3 separate regions of the Mus musculus genome follow, and all the other regions are linked to region 2. Evidence: chromatin contacts called from public HiChIP or PLAC-seq data. All regions are on one chromosome and are shown on one strand. The core of a region is the stretch at or near the end of the contact, and the rest is flanking DNA. Distances in the headings are between cores, read along the strand shown.

What was found. HiChIP or PLAC-seq counts read pairs in DNA pulled down with a chosen protein or histone mark.
Region 1: a contact with region 2 is called in an H3K4me3 HiChIP or PLAC-seq map of neural tube, with 5 times the contacts expected there. The contact joins the enhancer-like site here to the promoter of Lbx1 in region 2. A contact is called at or near these places in 2 of 39 promoter capture datasets (embryonic stem cells and hippocampal neurons), 2 of 15 datasets of contacts at CTCF or cohesin (embryonic stem cells and large pre-B cells), 3 of 484 Hi-C or Micro-C datasets (all in the G1E-ER4 cell line), 9 of 115 datasets of contacts at active chromatin or transcription factors (DN3 thymocytes, craniofacial prominence, embryonic basal ganglia and 6 more) and 1 of 9 other capture datasets (embryonic stem cells).
Region 3: a contact with region 2 is called in an H3K4me3 HiChIP or PLAC-seq map of forebrain, with 4 times the contacts expected there. The contact joins the enhancer-like site here to the promoter of Lbx1 in region 2. A contact is called at or near these places in 5 of 39 promoter capture datasets (3T3-L1-derived adipocytes, the HPC-7 cell line, embryonic stem cells and 1 more), 3 of 15 datasets of contacts at CTCF or cohesin (the NIH/3T3 cell line and embryonic stem cells), 1 of 484 Hi-C or Micro-C datasets (bone marrow-derived macrophages), 13 of 115 datasets of contacts at active chromatin or transcription factors (bone marrow-derived macrophages, craniofacial prominence, embryonic basal ganglia and 10 more) and 1 of 9 other capture datasets (embryonic stem cells).

The regions. Positions count from the first base shown.
Region 1 is chr19:45,614,397-45,618,838 of GRCm38.p6, reverse strand. The region is part of intron 5 of Fbxw4 (F-box and WD-40 domain protein 4); the gene reads left to right. Among named protein-coding and RNA genes, the nearest start is that of Fbxw4, 44 kb to the left of the region's middle. Within about 2 kb of position 2,783, at least 53 of the 459 cell types and tissues checked have an H3K27ac peak or open chromatin away from gene starts, as enhancers often do. A contact at or near this core is called in the G1E-ER4 cell line, where this site is marked.
Region 2 is chr19:45,234,010-45,238,399 of GRCm38.p6, reverse strand. Lbx1 (ladybird homeobox 1) reads left to right here and starts at 1,559. Exons shown (of 3, transcript NM_010691.6): 1 at 1,559-1,769; 2 at 2,759-3,497; 3 at 4,143-4,390. The coding sequence starts at 3,173.
Region 3 is chr19:45,505,714-45,509,978 of GRCm38.p6, reverse strand. It overlaps Btrc (beta-transducin repeat containing protein), which reads right to left. Exons shown (of 15, transcript NM_001037758.2): 6 at 2,109-2,295. Among named protein-coding and RNA genes, the nearest start is that of Gm19639, 36 kb to the left of the region's middle. Within about 2 kb of position 2,243, at least 22 of the 459 cell types and tissues checked have an H3K27ac peak or open chromatin away from gene starts, as enhancers often do. A contact at or near this core is called in forebrain, where this site is marked.

The DNA of each region.
Region 1 (4,442 bases), core at 1,534-4,033, 380 kb before region 2:
GTTCTGAGTGGATTGAAGTGGTGGGGTGGAGAGGTGGGGTGGAGAGGTGGGGTGGAGAGTGGTGGGGTGGAGAGGTATCTGCACACAGCAGTGAGGCTTGCTGCTAGGATGCAGTCCAGAGTCGGTCCCGTCTGCAGAGAGTGGAAGGGAGAGGCTGGTGAAGACCTGAGAACCTGAGCGTGATGGGGCTCTGACCTGAGCAGACCCAGTTCCCGTGTCCAAGGGCAGCCGGGTGGCAATGGCCAGAAATGGCTGGGAATGGTGGCCAGAAGCTCAGATGTAGGGTTGAAATGTGGAAGGCCTCAGCCTAAGAAGAAGCAGTAGACATAAGGCAATGGAGCTACACCAGAGGAGACCAGAGATAAACAGCAGACAAGGAACATGGAAAAGGAAACAGGAAAGCTAAGAGCTGGGAAAGGGAGAGCGCCCCAACACACACACACACACAGTGCAGGGCGGGGCTTTCTGTGCAACTTACGTAAGCCAGCTGCCAGCCTGGCTTGTTGGGTGGACACCATAATGGTGAAATGCAGGGCCTCCATAGTGATGTGTGGGGTGGGACGTGTGTGTGTGTGTGTGTGTGTGTGTGTGTGTGTGTGTTACCATGTTTTGTCTTTCATAAGTCGTTGAGTTCAGCATTCGCTTCCTAACTGCAGAAAGTTTGCTTTCAAGTTCCCACTGGTTCTGGTTCTGGTTCAGGTTCCGGTCTCTGCCGTCTGCCCTGTGGTTGTAAATAAAAATAGATGCAGAGTAGCAGCAGATACATCGCAAGGCAGCATCAGTCAGAGGTCCAGAAGAAGGTGATTGTGAAGCCCGGGTGAGGCAGGCGGCTGGAGCTCCTGGTTGGGACCGCACTGGATGGAGATGCAACTCTTGGGTGAGACTTTCAAGTAAAAGAACAAATAGCAGAGCAGAAACAAACATCAGATGCTCGGACATCTGCAGAGAGGCAGCCAGCTGAAGTGTTCTGTTGAGACTTCGCTTCCTAGGGTTGAGCTTCTGGCTTCTATTCCCACTGCAGGCATTCTCATGTCATGAGATGAACAGCAGTAACCACTCTGGAACTGTCGCTCAAAGATACACGATTTTTACTTTGTTGTTGTTGTTGTTTTGCTGTTTCCTCTCTGACACAGTGTTGGTTGGGTCAAAGCATCCCCAGACAAGGGGTCTTGAGATAAGCATGCTTTGGTCTGAAATGCAGGCCAGAGGGCAACTTCACTTTTAGAGTCAGAGTCGGTTTCTCAGTAGCTCAGACAGTGCTGTTTATTAATGCAGTGTACATTCTGGGTTGATGAGATTTCCCCGTCAGTCTAAAGAGTGAGATCTGAGCTGGCGCTTGTCAGTGGCATGAGGGATGGGTGAGGCTCAGACTCCACGTTATTCTGGCATCCAATTCGAGAAAGAGAGGCTGGTTTCGGACCCAAGGAAGAGCCAGGGACCATATTGGCATTCGGAAAGATTTGGCATGGGAGCCACAGGGCTGCCTAGGTCCTGGGCTTACTGGCCAACTGTGTCTCTTAGGAAACCTTTTCTTTAAAGAGAATTGAATAAGAACTTTCTAGTCCTCTTTGGATCCCCTTGGGTAGTAATTCCACAGGGCTTGTCACTTGTGTTTGAAGCTGGTGCTGAGGAGGGCGGAATGAAGAGAAGTGAGGGGGTGGAGATGGGAGGCAAGAGGGAATCAGAGAGAAATTTTATTGAGGGAGTTTGCTGGGTTTATGGGAGGGAATCTCTCCCCTCCTCCCCATTCGGATTTGAAAGGGCCGGTGCATCTTTGATTAGGTGCAGGTCAAAAGAATTTACACATTGTGACCTTAATAACTAGAGGTGATTGGCAGGCGGGCTATGGGGAGGGGGTGGCGGGCCCCTTTCATCTCACTTAGCACAGAGAAGAGACAATGGACCAGCCGATTTTCCTTGTTGTCCCTTGTTTGAAAAGGTCTGGTGTCTCTACTAGGTACCTGTGACATGGGGGTCTTGATTGGGGTCTCATAAAGGCCCCTGTCAGTGTGTCCAAAGGCCAAGAGTACAAAAGCAAGCCGTGGGTGGGGGTCTCAGCTGACCACTGAAGAAGGGAGGGGAGGGCCCGGGAGGCAGTGGAGGGAGAAGCAACCCCGATGGGAGCCCTTAGAGAGGGAGGGGAGGGGGGCAAAGAAGGGCCATTTTTGTCCCTAACTCATCAAGCACATCTGCAGAATTGTCCAAGCTACTGCCTCCCAGTTTCAAAGGAAAAAAAATGATCGTTTGATAAACCGTCCTGATTCACCACTTTCTCACAAGGGTGGGAGACCCAGTCCTGACCTCTGTATGATTTCACGTCAGAACAGGGCTTTCTTGCCCCGCCTCCAAATTGCTAGAGAAACTTTGAAATATATCCTGTGGCTTTCTCTCTCTTTTTTCCCCCCAACCCCCAATTTCCCACCCTCTCCACCCCACTGGCTTCTGTTCTCTCCCTGGGCACTCCAGAGTCTAGGCAAGTAATTAGTCCCTTCTTTCTGGGGCACAATGAAGCCAGGGTGTTTGTCAGGCCCCTTCCCACCGCTCACAGTGCTAGGGGCCTGCGGGAAGTACCAGGTGGCATGTGCACTGTGTTCCAGGCCTGTGCAATCGCTGAGGGATAGAGTGAGGGATCCAGGGAGCGGTGTGCACAGCACATCCATTAATGGTCTGCACACAGTGCCTGCATTTTTCCCAGGTAGAAGCTGTTCACTGCACTCAGAGCCCAGGTGGGAGCCCTTGGCACTGCAGCTATTTCCCACCCTGCGCTTAGTCACTTGGAGCTAACATGGGAGACCAACAGGCCGCGTCTCTTGAGAGCCTGATCTTTGTATCCAATGTGTGCACCCCCTCTGCCCTGTCAGTTTTGTGTGTTCACGGAGTGTTGATTTTAATGCGGCCTGTGTAGGTCTGGGAGGCCAGGCTGGGGGGCCTCGGGTCTTTGTCTTGCAGGGCCTCTTCTTGGAGGGTCTTCTGCCCTAGAGGACAGAGACAGATTTGAAGGTGGTGTGGTATGCCAACACTGGCTGGCAAAAGATTCCCCCATCTCTGCGTCTGTCACAGACCACTGCAGGGTGCCTAGAAAACAAGGGCCCCTTGGGGTGCTCCAAAGCACGCTTGCCTTGCCGCCTTGCCGGGCACCTCCCAGCCACTCCTTGAGATGGGTGGGGACAGGCAATTCTACCCTGTAGGCTGCCAGCTTCAAGTGAGTTGAACCCTCCTGGTGACTGTGAGATCCCAGGAGGCAGGGCAGGGTCAGAGAGGCAGAGGGCAGGCAGGATGGTAAGGGGAGAGATCCAGTCAGCTGCAGGACTGGTGCAGTGGTTAGGCAGGGCCAGTAGGTGTAGGCAGGAAAGAGGCAGAGTGGTGGGAGTGCTCCTGGAATGCTCATCTCCTCCAGGCATAGAGCTCCGATGTAGAGGGAAGCATTGGGGGGTGTCAGGAGCTGAGAGGGCAGACTCTGTACCTTGCTGGGAGAGAAGTTACAAATGTAGGAGGTACGGGTCCAGCACTTCAGGAAGGCCTGAGGCCCAGTTAGAGCTGAGCTGCTCTGCCTCTAGGCGGTAAAGCTTCTGAGAATCTGGGCCTCAGGGAGGGGGGGGGAGCAGGTGGGGGGACCTACCATCCTGGCTAGCGGGGTTGTAGCCCTAGGCCTGAGGCCTTGTTCTGAAGCACGTGGTTTTCAGAACTGAGCTATGTCTTCACTGCTCATAGGGATCAGAAGGCAGAGATGAGGTGGCCCTGGGAAGGCTTCCTGCCAGAGTCCAAACACAGTGGCTCCTCTGTGCTTCTGTTGGCATCCTTCAGACTGTCTTGGGCACTGATGCCAGTCACTCTGCCAGGCCTGTTGAGGGAATAGAGCTAAACCTCCAGGCTTTGGGGGGACCAAGTCCCAAAGGGGCCCACCAAGAAGAGGTTTGGATCACTGTTTGGGGGGATATTTCTTTCACTGAGAAATAGGCACCCCCAAGAGTACTCAGTCCCTCTGTTCTCTTTCCTTAGTCTTTCCAAGGCCTGTTTCTCCCTTCCTTTCCTTTCCTTTCTTTTCTTTTCTTTTCTTTTCTTTTCTTTTCTTTTCTTTTCTTTTCTTTTCCTTTCCTTTCCTTTCCTTTCTTTTCTTTTCTTTTCTTTTTTTTTTAAATCTCCCTTCCTTTCTTCTGCCTTGCCAAAAGCCTGGGAGCAAGAGAGCCGCTGTATAGATGGCGTGCCGAGGAGTGACACTGTCAGGAATCCTCAGCATGGCTCCTGGCTGAGCGCCAAGGCTCAACTGTTACTCCCCATGGGGTGTGTTGCTTGCCAGGGTCTGCCTGAGAGGGTACCAACACATCCAGCCTGTAAGTGCAAAGGTGGTAGAGGACGGAGCCGTGAGCAGAGAGGCAAACTGGACAGATCCACGGAGATATCCACCTGGAGAAAACAACTGTCCGTTGCTTCACAACAAGTAG
Region 2 (4,390 bases), core at 310-2,809:
GGCAAAATGAACAGAAACATCAAAATGCCAGGTGGCACCACAGCTCCTTGCATGCTGAGCTCCTGGCTGAGGGGCTAACCAATTAGGCCAAAGAAGCAAAACCACAGGATAGGGCAAGGCAGGAAGGGGAGGTGCATGGAGGTAAAACAGCAAATGACTGTAGAACGTCAATGAAATTGACAAGATATGAACAAAGATCTCAGAGAGCATGGGTCTTTCTGCTCCCCAGTTCACATTCCACCCCTCTCGGCAGTTTCTCAGAAATCCTCAACTCTCCCTGTCTTCAGAAACTGGGAGGTGAGCCACAACGCTGGGCTTAACTTTAAGGTGTAGTCTTCATCAAGGGCCTGGTGTTATAACAGGGAAGGGCAGGATCCTGAAGGCAGGAAGTAGGGAGAGAGCAGATGTACCCTGTGCCCTCCTTCAAGGCTTCCCTGGCCCTTTCTCCCTCTTGTTCCTTCCACCAGTCCCTAGACCTTCCTGTTACAAGGCTTAGCACCTCCTGGGGCTTCCAGGGCATCAGGGATGACAGAGAGATTGGGAGGTGGGAGGCAGGAGATGCTGCTGCATCAGGACCTGGGATGGATCTGTGGCACTCAGGAAACTCCAGCCTCTACTATCAGCATTTCTGCCTCAGAGCACCCCCTACCTTCTCCCCACCTCCCGAAGATGCAGGGTGAAGTCTGGGAAGGAAGTAGAAAGATGGCTTCTAGCATTCCCAAGCAGGCCAGTTCCCCCATCACACTGGGAACTCCAGGTACAAATCCTTTTCTCTACTCCTCAAGGCTACAATGCCATGAATCCAAATGATTAAATAAATATCAGGCCCCTGCACCGAAGAAGCCTGTTCCAGTCCCCAGCCCAGCTAAGTCCCCCCCCCCCTCCCTCTCTGCCTATAGGGAGGATCCCATTCTTTCTGTCCCACTCCCTACCCTGGTCCACAAATTCTCCAGCTGCTCTTGAAACCTTTCTCTGACCCAAGTTGTGCTTCTGGAGTACACAGACCATCCAGGAGTTTACAAACAAAGCAAGTCTGATGTGTGCAGCTAGTGAAGGGAGAAGTATTCTTCCGTCTGGTTCCTACACCCTCTTACTTTCCTCCTTTTTCCAAGAGAAGAAGTGGAAAATCCGGGCCCAACATAAACCAGATGGAGTAGCAAGAGAGAAGAGGGCCCCAGAGCACAGCCCCACTGTCGCGTTTTAAGGGAAAAGAAAGGCATAGCTGAGACTCAAACCCGCCTAAATGCCCAGAGATCCATAAACGGTTAAAAAAAAGACACACGGAGTACCACACGCCAAAACACACGTTAAAAAAAAAGAAAGAAAGAAAGAAAGAAAGAAAGAAAGAAAGAAAGAAAGAAAGAAAAGAAAACCAAACATTTTCAAATAACGATGCACACAAAATGCTCGCCTAATATTCAGAGATTCCAGGCCCTGGGATCCACAACCAGATTCTCCGGCCTCGCTGCGAGTTTCTGAGAGCACAGCCCCAGCCCTGGCCCGGCCCCTTCCCGGCCCCCACCCCGCATCCGGAACAGCTGGAGTCGGGCCGTGCTGTACACTCAAGCCCTGTGCCCGGCTGGGCGGGGCGGGCAGCGGGGCCCCGGCCCTGGCCGGGGCAGAGAGCAGCGGGGAAGCCCGGAACCCGCCCGGGTAACCCCGACACCCGGCCGAGTTTCCGTCAGACGTCCGTCATCAGACATGTGGTGGCCCTAGCTTGCCCCGAGAGCCACGGCGGGAGGAAAGAGTGTGCAAGATTGCAGAAGGAGGTAGGGCGCCCGCCTCAGGCTCAGATCAGGGGAGAGGCGTGCAGAACAGCCAACTCCTCCCTCCGCCTCTTCGGGTGGGGAAGGCTGAGCCCTCCAATTGTTCCCCTCCCCCAGCCCTTAGGATCCCCACCTCTGTCCCGTGTCGCCCACCCAAGGCTGTGCAGCCCGCTCTGACCTCCTAGGGGCCAGCCCCCGGAGCCTTCAGCTTCTCCTTTTCTCGGGCTCACGGCCCAGGGCTGGGGTTGGGGGGTGGGGGGGAGAGACAAGAGTGTGTAAGAATAGGGACGCTGGCTTCTTGATCTGGGATCATCAAAGTCCACACTGGGTAGCAGCAGGACCCGCCTGGGCTCCAGTTCTTACCTGGCCCGCGCGGCGACCGCGTCACTCCGCGGCTGGGGATCCTGGTACCCTTCTCAAGCTTCCCAACTGCGGCTTGCAGAGCCTGAGATCTCCGGGCTGGTGCTGCCATCTCGGCCAGGCCGGCGGGAGACGGGTGTGCCCAGAGCACTGCTCTCAGTTTGGGGTGGGGGGTGGGGGGCGGTGGCTTTTTAGTCACCCCAGGTTCGGGAGCAATAAAGGCACCTCTAATGTAATTTACAAACATCTCGGGCCGAGCACGGCGTAGAGCCGGGACTGACAGGCGCATTAGGCAGGCTAATTCCAGCCGGCTCCTCCTACCCCGGCCCGCTAATTAATGAGCTTCCCAACTTAGAGCCGCCTGCATTGGACAGACAGAGAGTGAAAGAGAGGGCGAGGGAGAGGTAGAGAAGGAGAGGGACGGGGGGAGCAGAGTGGAGTGAAGAGAGGGAGGGAGGGAGGGAGAGAGAGAGAGAGGACAGGGAGGAGAGAGAACAGAGAGAAAGAAGGGAGAGGAGAAAGAAGGGAGAGCGAAGAAAGAGAAGTTCAGCTGCAGATAATTGATTACTCCTCGATCAAGGCTAACTTGTTAGCAATAGTCAATTGCCCCGTCTCTCCGCCTCCCCTCGCAGTCCGGGATCGGCGCCCTCGCCTCGGTTCTTCCAACTGCCGCCGCCAGGACCCCGGGCCAGGAGCCGCCGCGGCGGAGCCACCTGACACCTTTAAATAGCACCGGGGCTGGCGAAACTGGAGCCCGGCGCGGCGCTTCCCGGCTCCGGCCCGGGCTTGCTGGAAACCCCGGCGGTGGCGGCGGCGGCGGCGGTGGCAGTGGCGGCGCCCGCGTCAGCGCTTTCCTCCCGGGGCCCCGCGCCACTCCGCTCGCCCGGGTCGCCGCGCTAATCGGCCGCTTGCCCATCCGCGCCCTGCCCGGCGCGGCCTCCTGCCCGCCTCTCGCCTTCCTCTCGCACCGTCCAGCGTCCGAGCTGCCCGCGGGCTGGGTCCCCCCGGCCCGAGCCGCCCCGGCCGGGCCCCCAAACGAGGCCGAGATGACTTCCAAGGAGGACGGCAAGGCGGCGCCAGGGGAGGAGCGGCGACGCAGCCCTCTGGACCACCTGCCGCCGCCCGCCAACTCCAACAAGCCGCTGACGCCGTTCAGCATCGAGGACATCCTCAACAAGCCGTCCGTGCGGAGAAGTTACTCGCTGTGTGGGGCGGCGCACCTGCTGGCGGCCGCGGACAAGCACGCGCCGGGCGGCTTGCCCCTGGCGGGCCGCGCTCTGCTCTCGCAGACCTCGCCTCTCTGCGCCTTGGAGGAGCTCGCCAGCAAGACCTTTAAGGGGCTGGAGGTCAGCGTCCTGCAGGCAGCCGAAGGTAGGCACAAGTCTAGATTCCCCTGCGCCCAGTCGCCCACACGCAGTGTCCTGCCCTTCGTACCCCCTGCCTCTGCCCACGCCGGCTGCCAGGCCCCTCCAGTCCTGGCTTCTGCAGCTGAGACTGGGGACAGGGGCGCAGGAGCCTAGTTCCTAGGGACCTCTGAGGTGATCTGAGAGAGGTGTGAGAACCCAAGCTCTTCCCGGAGTCTGGCCGGCTACCTAGGCTTCCCGTCCGCTTGGACTCTCCTAGACTTACTCCTGGACTGGGAAGAGGGCGAAATTTTTTTTCCCCTGACAACTCCTGGGTAGGGTGGAGTCCGGCCATTGGAAAGGGGTGGAGAATCGGTGTTCACAACACATTTAGGGAGTCTCTGTGTGGTTTCCTTGCACTCTGTGAGACTTTAGCTCTTTCAGACCAACTGTTAGGGAGCAGAAATTAAAACATTTTTTTCCTAGGACTTTCAGGAGACCAGAGACAGGAGGTGTCCCATGGCCCAGTTTGCTCAGGTTTAGAGAGTGGAATCGAATTGGAGAAGAAACAAGAGCGGGACCCCGGGCCTGAGTCGGTTGGAGAGTTATGGGAGAGAGTCTGGGTGGGGTCTTGACTCTCTCGTCGCGAGCATACACTGTCATTTCTTTCCAGGCCGCGATGGGATGACCATCTTTGGGCAGAGGCAGACGCCCAAGAAACGGCGAAAATCACGCACGGCCTTCACCAACCACCAGATCTACGAGTTGGAGAAACGCTTTCTATACCAGAAGTACCTGTCCCCGGCAGATCGCGACCAAATTGCGCAGCAGCTGGGCCTCACCAATGCACAGGTCATCACCTGGTTCCAGAACCGGCGCGCCAAGCTCAAGCGGGACCTAGAGGAGATGAAGGCCGACGTG
Region 3 (4,265 bases), core at 994-3,493, 270 kb before region 2:
AAGGCTAAAAAGTGCACTAGGAGGTAACTTAGGAACAGAAAAATTGCCTAACATGTAATGTACAAAGCCCTCAGCTTTATTCCAGGCACCACAAAAATTATTTTTTTAAAAAGAGTCCAAAAAACTATCTTTTCAATGATAGTTCTTTGTTACTGTCTTAATATCCAACCTAAAAGAGCCCGCTGTTTAGGACCAACCCTAAACAAGAGTCTGCCTTTTCACTGCACTTACAGGGGCCCTGCACACATCAGCAGGGCACTTCTGTCTCCTGCCTTCCTGGCAGGTTAATGCTTATGCTGAAACTTATTATCATTCACAGGACGAACGGAAACAAAGTTTCTTAACAGGGCATGAAATCTTTGTAGCCAAGAATTGAGTTTTTCAAATTGAGACTTAAAGCCTGAATTATCTGGAGGAGAATTTCTTTGCTTTCCTAAGAGTTAGAGAATCTTCCCAGACACCCTGAAATTTCCCCAAGTAAACAACTGTGTGCTCCACTTTGAAAGCTGGTCTTGGATTCAGCAAATAATGGTCTCTGAATGCCACACATGATAACTATCAGAGTATGAAGTCAGTAAGCAAAGGCAGTTTCTATTTTCCCACATAGAAAGAAGTTAAAAAAAAATCTGAAAGGGAAAAAAAGAGAAAGAAATGACAGTCAGCCCCGGTTTGCAGTCATAGCAAGGACGTGGCTAGTGTGTGAATCCTGAAGCTGGGCTGCAGAGTAAAGGTTTTAAGAGCTTGAGACATCTCTCAAGTGCTTACCAGGACACTCAGGCCAACACTTTAATGAACCCACGAATTTCAACGACATCAAAGTGAGAGAGCCAAGTGTAATTTTATAAAAATGTGAAGGAAAGTTGATTCATATGCATCTGTCTTTCTTTCCTGCCTCAATTTCCCTACCTGCTGGGATCACAGGTGTGGATTACCACGTCACCCAACTAAGTCAAAGTTTGGTTTTTTGCTTATAGTGCTGAGGACTGGACCCAAAGCCAGCCATATGTGTGTGTGTGTGGTGTGTGTGTGGTGTGTTTGTGTATACATACATACACACACACACACACACACACACACACACACACACACAATGAGGGCACCTGCAGCCCTTAGCTATTTTTACACTTGTTTTGAGACAGGGTCATGCTGCAGAGGGAGAGTGGGTCACATATGTACTAGCCTCCTTTCTACTTCTTGGAAAAGCAGGCCATGTACTACCATACCTAGCTTCCCTTTAGTAATCTTAACTATTTGAGGTTGCATATGACACCAGACCAGAAAAGAACAGAAAAAAAAAAGGTTAATTTTGAAGGCAATCACTGGGCATAGACATGTCTATTATCATTTTTTATCAAATATACTTAATAACTTATTTAATGAATTATTCATACCTGACTTTCTTATAGTGACATTCTAGAGACACACTCTGAGGCAAAATTCTAAAAAGAAAAATATCTTCAAGAAGTTTTAATGAAATAGTGCCATTATGCCCAGGGAACACTACTGGGGAAGTCTTTCAGGCCACTGACTACACAGGCCTTAGGGAATTCATAATTAAACAAGCAAATCTAAAGACACAAGTTTTAAGAAGAAACAAATGGTTTATCCTAAATTTCATTTTTCATTCTTTCTGGTAGCTATAGCTTAATTCTACTTGGGCATAAAAATTAAATTTTGATTACAATGATGATGAGACACTGGAGGTGGGGACTACATAGAGGAACTCTGGTGAAGAATAGTGACTCCATCTTCCCCAGAAGAAGAGGAGGAAGCAGGAGTGGGTTCTTTCTACCTGATTGGAAGCTATCTTTTCTTCCTTAAAAATTGTCTCTCAGGCTTTCTGCAAAATTCTAACTTCTGCCCAGAGAGCAGAATTCTTTAATTAGGAGGGTGGTCACTTTTCTTTTTTCTTTTGTAAAACATGTCATCTTATGATTGACTGGTCAGAAGAAAAGCTACGGAGTACACAGACAACATTTGCTTATATTTTTAGCTATAAACTTCACAAGGACTACAGACGATGCGCAGTGACCTCGCTGGCTCCTGACACTTGGCCGTGCCCAGGAGCCAGGCCCGGGGCTGCCACAGGGAGAGAAAGGGAGGCTCACCAGCCTCTGCGCTCTGCCAGGCCTCGCCACAGAGAGTCCGTCCTGACCATCCTCTCGATGAGCTTTTTCCACAGCATGCCGTCCGACGTCACGCGGTACCATTCCTTGCACACGAGCTCAGCAGCACACAGTGACTTGGCGTCCAAGTATGACAGAATGTTCTCAGCGATGTGGTCCAGACCCCGTGCTTCAGTGAGGGGAGGGAGCACAGAAAAAGAACAGAGCGGGTGCTGAGCGATTCTTCACAGAAAGCCCTTTAAAAGAGCAGCACATGCCTGAGATAAAGGCACACCGCTCTCCCCAGCGTGGTCCAGCTTTGCTCAAACAGAGACTTGGGGAAAATGAGTGTCAATAATTTTTCCATAAGGTTACAGAAATGAACAGTATTTTCCATCTTCTGTTAGATAAGGAAGTTAAAGCTAACAACCAGCAAACCCCCCAAGACATTAAAAATAAAAAGGAGTCCAGAAAACAGTTCACATCTATCTATATGGATTTCAACACTAGGGGATGTTCTACAGACGGCATCTCAAACTCAGTGATTCAGACCCCCCGAAATCCTGATATTAGGTCCATTTCTCATTCTGTTCTATTACTGCTGCTGTTCCAAAGCTATTCAACGAAAGAAATATCCTTTAAATGTACTAGGGAGAGAGAGGCAGCAAGTCAGACTGATCTGGGACGTGGCGTGTGGGCATTCAGGAGAGGGATGAGCACAGGGCCCAGGAGCACCCTGAGAGGAGAGACACATGGGGATACTAGGGTTCAAAGGAGTCTGATTGCATGTGCTAAAAACAAAACAAAACAAATTTTACTGCTATAAAACCTAAGTGACAACTGACCTAAAATGGAATAAAAAAATCTTACCAGTAAATGAGGGTAGCGTTTCAAAGGAAAAATATGGCAGGCTGATACCGTACTTCCCAATTAAAGCTCTTTAGCACCCAATAGGCCCCAAAGCCTCGGTGGAGAAGAGCCTGTCAAACAGGATGGCCACTCTAATAACACTTCTGGCATTGCTGTCCTAAGTTCTCAGGTCAGCCAGTCACAACTAGTCATCCCCGAGGCTTTCTCAAGGCTCACAAGGGGAAGGATTCCTCCAGTCTGCTGTCTGCAGGCATGAACGGAAAGGACCGACAGCATGCATTTTACTTTGCATGTTGCCCCGAATCATATGGAGGCACACTTGGCTGCCATTAGCAACAATCCAAATATGCTTATTAAACATTATTCTAATTATAAAAATTGTATGGCTATCTGTCAAATTTTCCAGCAGATCTGGGGAAAGCAAGCTTGAAATGGATCTTGTGTGGCTGGCATCACATGTTCATATTTAAGCAGAAGCAGATGGAGGCATCCATCACCTAGTTCTTATTAAAGGAATATGACTATAAGCCAATTAAAGATAACAAACACTTCTTCATACAAAATACAATGATGGGATATTTCCTGAATCTCTTATATTTAAACTTTCTACAACATCACAAGTTTCCAAAAGGCATTCTTACATTTTTAATGGCTGTCATCAAATTGCTCCTGATCTTTTACAATGTCCCAGCAATAAGTCCCTGGAAGTAATTTCACCTAACACTACAAACAAAACCATTACATTAATGGATTACAGGCAATTTTTGAAGTAGTTTGGTTTACTAAACACAGATAGATGGTGTAGGTTGAGAAACTTAAGTGGCTGCTAAGCATTGGACACGATTTAATACAACACAGCCTGGCCATCAGAGACACACTAGGGATCAGCCCAGTATCTGGCAAAATACCCTGATCCAATCAGCACTGGCCTTAGTGCCTAGCCTGAGACAGTAGCATGTCTCAGTGATTGGGACGACAACAGCAAGAGGTGTACTCAGATTGCATTAAAGAAAACTGCTTGCCTATGGCTACACAAAATCCAGTATTTTACAAGAGGACAAAACCTATTCTATTTAAGCAAAGAATATAGGCAAAATTCTGTTTAAAAGTGGTAATTCATAATATACAAATAACTAATTGTAAAGGGTAATTTAATTTTAAAGGGTAATTTATTTTAAGTTCAGAAAAACAAGACTTTAAGAAATAGCTGCCAAGGATTCAGAGAGGCAGCACTCACTTCCACAGCTAGCTGTGAAGTGGCTCGGTTTGTTCAGTGTGCATGGAGGACAG